Regions from separate parts of the Ovis aries genome. Here region 2 is linked to region 1. Evidence: chromatin contacts called from public Hi-C data. All regions are on one chromosome and are shown on one strand. Each heading gives the region's core, a stretch centred on a gene start, on an enhancer-like site or on the middle of the called end of the contact. The rest is flanking DNA. Distances are from core to core; before and after follow the strand shown. Region 1 has its middle 15 kb from the start of MYCL. Region 2 has its middle 15 kb from the start of MFSD2A.

Evidence for each region. A called contact is a pair of places that touch in the nucleus more often than the background predicts.
Region 2: a Hi-C map of liver shows a contact between it and region 1, with 5 times the contacts expected there. The contact joins two enhancer-like sites. A contact is called at or near these places in 8 of 16 Hi-C or Micro-C datasets (hypothalamus, liver, mixed tissues and 3 more).

Annotation. Positions count from the first base shown.
Region 1 is chr1:14,542,110-14,545,466 of ARS-UI_Ramb_v3.0, forward strand. No RefSeq gene overlaps it. Among named protein-coding and RNA genes, the nearest start is that of MYCL, 15 kb to the left of the region's middle. Within about 2 kb of position 1,867, at least 2 of the 54 cell types and tissues checked have an H3K27ac peak or open chromatin away from gene starts, as enhancers often do. A contact at or near this core is called in liver, where this site is marked.
Region 2 is chr1:14,587,766-14,591,122 of ARS-UI_Ramb_v3.0, forward strand. No RefSeq gene overlaps it. Among named protein-coding and RNA genes, the nearest start is that of MFSD2A, 15 kb to the left of the region's middle. Within about 2 kb of position 1,871, at least 1 of the 54 cell types and tissues checked has an H3K27ac peak or open chromatin away from gene starts, as enhancers often do. A contact at or near this core is called in liver, where this site is marked.

The sequences.
Region 1 (3,357 bases), core at 617-3,116:
AATATGCATGGAGTCTTAATCAAGGCCTTGAATGTCTGGTGAAGGAGCTTGAAGTGAAGCTGAAAGCAGTAGAGAATCATAGGAGGTTTGTGAGTGGAGGAGTGACACAGATATATCTGAGCTTTGGGAAGATGGGTTCTGGAAGAAGAGTCTAAGCATAATGCAGGAGAGGGAGCCCTAGCTCTGCACCTAACTGACTCCATTTTCTCACGTGAAAGTGAAAGTCACTCAGTCACGTCTGACTCTTTGTGACCCCATGGACTATACAGTCCATGGAATTCTCTAGGCCAGAATACAGGAGTGGGTATCCTTTCCCTTCTCCAGGGGATCTTCCCAACCCAGGGATTGAACCCAACCCAGATTCTTTACCAGCTGAGCCACTAGGGAAGCCCAAGAATACTGGAATGGGTAGCCTATCCCTTCTCCAGCGGATCTTCCGACCCAGGAATTGAACCAGGGTCTCCTGCATTGCAGGCAGATTCTTTACCAACTGAGCTATCAGGAAAGCCTTTCTCATATGTGAATGGTCCTCATTGGTGTTTCACTAGCGGGCTATGAATTATATGAAAACACAAACCCTAATACAATCAGGTGCTGACAAGTTTGCCTTTTTTAGAGATAGACCTGATGGGAGTGAGGGGGAGCTGATGTAGCAAGCCTAAGCGGTCACATGGTGGGTGAGATGGGACTTTGAGATGCTCTGGAGGTTGCAGTCATGGCTGTGGCCCAGGGGCCCTGCAGGCACGGCCCCTCATAGAATTGGAATGCTACATGCCTGGTGCGTGAAGATAATTGTGAAACCATATGAACTCCCCTTAAGAAACTTTTCCCATGAAAAGTGACATCCATACCTGGGTGCTGAGCTCTGAGCACAGGTGGAGCCAGAGAATCACCCGGAATGACTCTTCTGTCCACTAGAGGGAAACACAGACTAGAGAGACAATGACTCCTGTGCGCAGGAGCCCCAAGGCAGCCAAAGGAGCTGCTGCCAGGGGCCTGAGTTACCTAGGCCCAGTGCTGGGCTGGAAAAGCTTGCACTAGCTCAGTGAGAGCTGGTTATTGACTTTTCAGGAATCATGGAAGCTGGTTGTTGCATGTGGTCATTACAAATTAAATTAAGACTGCCCTGGTGGTCCAGTGGTTAAGAATCCAGCCGCCAGTGCAGGGATACGGGTTCAATCCTTGGTCCAGGAAGATTCCACAAGCTGCAAGGCAAGTAAGCCACAGCTTACTCAGTAGTACCACAACTACTGAGCCTGAACACCCTAGAGCCACAGCTGCTGAGCCTGAACACCCTAGAGCCCGTGCTCTGCAACAAGAGGTCACTGCAGTGAGAAGCCTACACACCACAACTAGAGAGTAGCCCCCACTTGCAGCAACAAAGACCCTCCGCAGCCATAAAAAATAAAATTATATAAATTTTATACATTTATATATTTACCAGGGATTCCCTGGTGGCTCAAATGGTAAAAGGATCGCCTGCAATGCGGGAGACCTGGGTTTGATCCCTGGGTTGGGAAGATCCCCTGGAGAAGGGGATGGCTATCCACTCCAGTATTCTGGCCTGGAGAATCCTATGGACAGAGAAGCCTGGCGGGCTACAGTCCGTAGGGTCACAAAGAGTTGGACATGACTGAGTGACTTTCACTTTATATAAATTTACATATAAATAAACATTAAAAACAAAGATCGTAGAGACTCCAAACTCATCATTCCCCACTTGTTTTTACTGTATTTTACTATTATCTATTGTACCTGTTATGGTGGAAGTATTATAGAATGGTGTGCTACTGTACAACTCCAGCTTTGATAGCTTCACATTGCCCACGGTGGAGTGTTTACTCTGTGGAAGCCTGCAAATGCTACAAATCAGGTTGTCCCCTATCCCATTCCAGTTGTTAAATATTTACCAGGACATCACTGCCTAGGCCTTTCCTACATCATGTCTTGTGGGGAAGAGATGAGCTTTTGCCAAACACACACTCAGAGATATCCCCATAGATGGAGCATCCAATCTCAGCAGGCAGAGGCTGTAGGAAGGTGAGTTGAGGGGAAAGGCAGTGGTTATTGCTGTGTTGTTGCAGGAGTTTGGCCTGGAGGCCCTCTCTCAATCTCAGGCTTTGTGCAATGTACTTGCTCCATCTGAAATCTCTTTGAACTTGAGTGCTCAGGCGTGCCTTTCTGTGAGTTCTGAGATCACCCAGCACTAGGAAGTCTTCCCCCACCAGAAGGGATGCTTCCTGAGACCAGGGAAGCACCCTTCCAGATCTGTCTTCCCAGGCCTGGCTCCAGTCCCTGGGCCAAAACGCTGGATGGGCTACACAGAACACTGGGCAGGAACAAGCAAGACACTGGTATCAGACAGATCGGGCTCCTCCACCCCCTCACTGCTGCTCTGAGAAGGGCACTTCACAATCTGGTTTTCAGTATCCAACTTGTCAGATAAGGATAGGCATGGCCGTCCTGAAGATTAAACGAGATTATCCATGGGGAGCTCTCCCTTGGGCCTTCCCATCACCTAGAAGGTGTTCCATGACATAGAAACTATTTTTGTTATACTTGTGGGATGGCTGGGTGGGTGCTGAATTTAAACTGCCTCTGAGTCCCAGACCGCCCTGACACTCGATGTGTCAACGAAGGGGCTCGGGACAGGAAGGACCAGGGGGCAACAAATCCATGGTGGCACCGCTGGCAGACCTCCCCAGTACACAGCCAGGAAGTGAACCCTCCCCCGACTCCAAGGTTGGGACTTACGGGGTGGAGGGCGGGCAGCCGGACGTCGCAGACCGGGGGTGTGTGTGCAGGAAGCGGCGGCCGGGCCTGTCCAGGAGCCTCAAAGTGGCGGAAGGGAGGCAACACCGGCACCTGCATTGTGCGAGGACCGCTCCCGCCGAGCCGCCGCAGACCCCCTGGCGCGCGTTCTTGGCGTTCGCTGCTGGGGCGGGGCCCGCTGCTTTCAGGCAGGTGGTTACTAGGCAGAGAAGACTCCATCCACCTTCAGGCCTTCAGTCATTCAGGCATTGATCTGTGATAGAGCTGCGAGGCGCTGGTCCATAATCCCGAGGACCTTCCCAGCTGTTGGCTCAGTGGTCAGATGGCTGAGTTGGAATCTCGGCTCCTCCACTCTGTAGCTGTGTAACTTGGGTAAATGACAACCTCTCTGGACTGTCCTCGGACGGAATGTTGGATTAAATGAGTGAATAGTAACTCCACTACTCTTTTGAGTGTTGGATTAAATGAATTCCATGTGAAGCACTTGGAATCATGGCAGCAACCAGTCAGTATTAAGTGTAGGATCTTTTCAAAAAATAATTTTTATTATTGCAAAAGACTGTTTCAAGCGTGGAGGCTGGGAGG
Region 2 (3,357 bases), core at 621-3,120, 46 kb after region 1:
CTTGGTTTCTACTTCGAGTTTGGGGCTCCATTTTTTTTTTTTTTTTTTTAATTGGAGCTCCATTTACTGGATGAAGCTCTATACAACCACTTTTACAGGCACTGTTGCACACGCCTAATAAATATAAATTTCATTAGTCCTCATAACTTTCCCATATTACAGATCAGGAAACTGAGGTGCAGAAAAATTAGCAAGTGGAGAATCTGATACTTGAACCCAGGCTATCTCACTATAGATGTGATGTGAAGTTGCTCAGTCGTATCCGACTGTTTGCAGTCCCATGAACTAGCCTACCAGGCTCCTCCGTCCATGGGATTTTCTAGGCAAGAGTACTGGAGTGGGTTGCCATTGCCTTCTCCAGAGGATCTTCCTGACCCAGGGATCGAACCCGGGTCTCCTGCATTGCAGGCAGACGCTTTACCATCTGAACTGTCAGGGAAGTAATCTCACTCTAGAGCCTGTGTTCTTGAACCACTGCTTTAGGCTATTATGTGAACCAATAGTTCTGCCACCACCAAGCCAGGTCCCACTGCTGCCTTTGGAGCTGCTCTCAGGGTCAGAGGCTGTTCTGGTCCAGTCTCTACAGCTGGAGCATTCAAGGACTCCGGTTGCAAAGAGTTGCACACGACTGAGCTACTTCACTTCACTGACACCTCCCTCTCCCTCCACTCTAATCAATAAGCACCAAATCCCATCTTTAAAACAGAAATTCCCTAAACCACCCAAGTTTGCTTCTTCCCCCCTCCCTGCAATAGCTTCCCAGGTTTTATCTTCCCTCACCTGCATGATTGTACCTGTGTCTTCACTGGCCTCGATTTGATCTCCTCAAACCATATCTAATTCCTTCTGCAAGCTATTTAAGATAACCAAGTAGCTCTCCAGGTTAGAAACTTCTTGAGTCCCCATTATCAGGTGGAAATGTTCTACCTGATCTTTTCAGGAACCCTTATCTCTAGCATCTTTTTAAAATGCAAATTTTAAAAAAAAGGGTTAAGTCATTTAGAACTTGACACTTGCTTGGTGGTTCAGATGATAAGAATCTATCTGCAGTGCGGAGACCCAGGTTCCATTCCTAGGTTGGGAAGATCCCCTGGAAAGGGGACTGGCAACCCACTCCAGTATTCTTGCCTGAAGAATTCCAGGGACAGAGGAGGCTGGCCAACTACAGTCCGTGGGATTGCAAAGAGTTGGACACGACCGAGTGGCTAACACATCTTCAGGAGAAAATCCAAGACCCCTGCCAACTTCCCAGCTCTAGGTTATATGCAGGCCACCTGCCTGGCCCTGGAACATACCTCTGACCTCTGGTACTCCAGCATGTCTTGGCTCCAGCGTGCCTCTCATAAGCTGTTCCTGCCTCCTGCATCTTTAGGGCAACTCTGGGAATCAATGCCCTCATCATGGCACCAGGCAAGGAGGGAAGGGGTGGGCTGTGTGGAGCCAAATTAATGAGCTAAGACTGTAATGAATTAATGAGCGAAGGCTTTGTCAGCTACACCCAATTCCCACTCACCGACTTCCCTGGTCTCAGTTTCCCCCAACTATACAATGAGGATTTGGAATTGAAAACCCTTGCCTCTCCAGTTTCATGTTCACAGAAAATTGCTCTTCTCAAAAACCCCTTCTGACTTTTGAGGGCATGATTTAGGAGGCGGGACAGGTGGGGGAAGTGGGAAAGCAATCTGGGATCTCAGAGACGGCTTGGATCACTGGGCTGCTCCACGTCTCTTCTGGACAGCTCCCACCTTGACTTTCTTCACTCTTGGATCCAGCATCACAGTAAACCCTGCGTCTCCCTCCCTCTTCTCTATCAGCCAGGCCAACCACAGACCCCTGCAAAGGACCAGGTGTGGCTTTGGCTCCACCTGCTGGAAGAAAGGGGAAATACCTTTTAACATAGCAAAGAAGGATTTCCAGAGCTATCACTGGCTCTAGGACTCTGTTCTTTAGTCGCTAAGTCATGTCCAGCTGTTTGCGACCCCATGGACTGCAGCACATCAGGCCTCCCTGTCCTTCACTATCTCCCAGAGTTTGCTCAAACTCATGTCCATTGAGTCAGTGATGTCATCAAACCATCTCATCCGCCATTGCCCCCTTCTGCCCTCAGTCTTTCCCAGCATCAGGGTCTATTCCAATGAGTCGGCTCTTTGTATCAGGTGACCAAAATATTAGAGCTTCAGTTTCCGAACAGCTCTTCCAGTGAATATTCCGGGCTGATTTCCTTTAGGATTGATTGGTTTGATCTCCTTGCTGTCCAAGGGGCTCTCAAGAGTCTTCTCTAGCACCACAGTTTGAAAGCATCCTTTCTGTGGTGCTCAGCTTTCATTATGGCCCAACTCTCACATGCATACATGACTACTGGAAAAACCATAGCTTTGACTATATGGACCTTTGTTGGCAAAGTGATGTCTCTGCTTTTTAATACACTGTCTAGGTTTGTCACGGCTTTTCTTCTCTCTCAGTCGTGTCCGACTCTTTGCGACCCTGTGGACTGTAGCCTACCAGGCTTCTCTGTCCATGGGATTCTCCAGGCAAGAATACTGAAGTGGGTTGCCATTTCCTTTTCCAGGGGATCTTCCTGACCCAGGGATCGAACCTAGGTTTCCCGCATTGCAGGGAGACGCTTTAGCCTCTGAACCACAAGGGAAGCCCTTCCAAACAGCAACAGTCTTATAATTTCATGACTGTAGTCACTGTCCACAGTGATTCTAGGACCCTGGCTATCCATTTACACAGCAAGTATTTATAATGAGTCTACTATGTGTAATACATCGACTAGGCCCTAAGGATAGAGTGGTGAACAAAACAGAGCTTACATTCTTGGTGGGGCCAATGACAAATGAATGTGCAAATAAAATAACTTCGGATGGCAGTAAGTGCCATGAAAGAAATAAGCAGGTTGTGCTAATAGAGGGCACTGATACAGAGGTCATTTTATTTTAAGATTTTTGAAGTGGACCATTTTTAAAGTCTTTATTGAATTTATTACAATATTGCTTCTGTTTTATGTTTTGGTTTTTTTGGCCACAAGGCATGTGGGACCTTAACTCCCAGACCAGAGATCAAACCTGCACCCCCTGGATTAGAAGGAGAAATCTTAACCACTGGACTGATAGGGAAGTCTCTATTTTATTTAAGTTTATTTTAAACAGGTGTTCAGGAAAGAATGTTCTGAGGGAGTGATGTTTGAATCGAATCACAAAGGAGGAGAATGAGCCAGACATTTGAAGAGCTTGGGAGAAAGCTTTGCAGGTAGAGGAGACAGCTAACATAAAAACCCTGGGGTAGGAAAGAGCCTGGCATATGGGAAAGACTGGAAGAGAACAGTACAGCCAGAAGGTCGTGAAGGAGAGGATA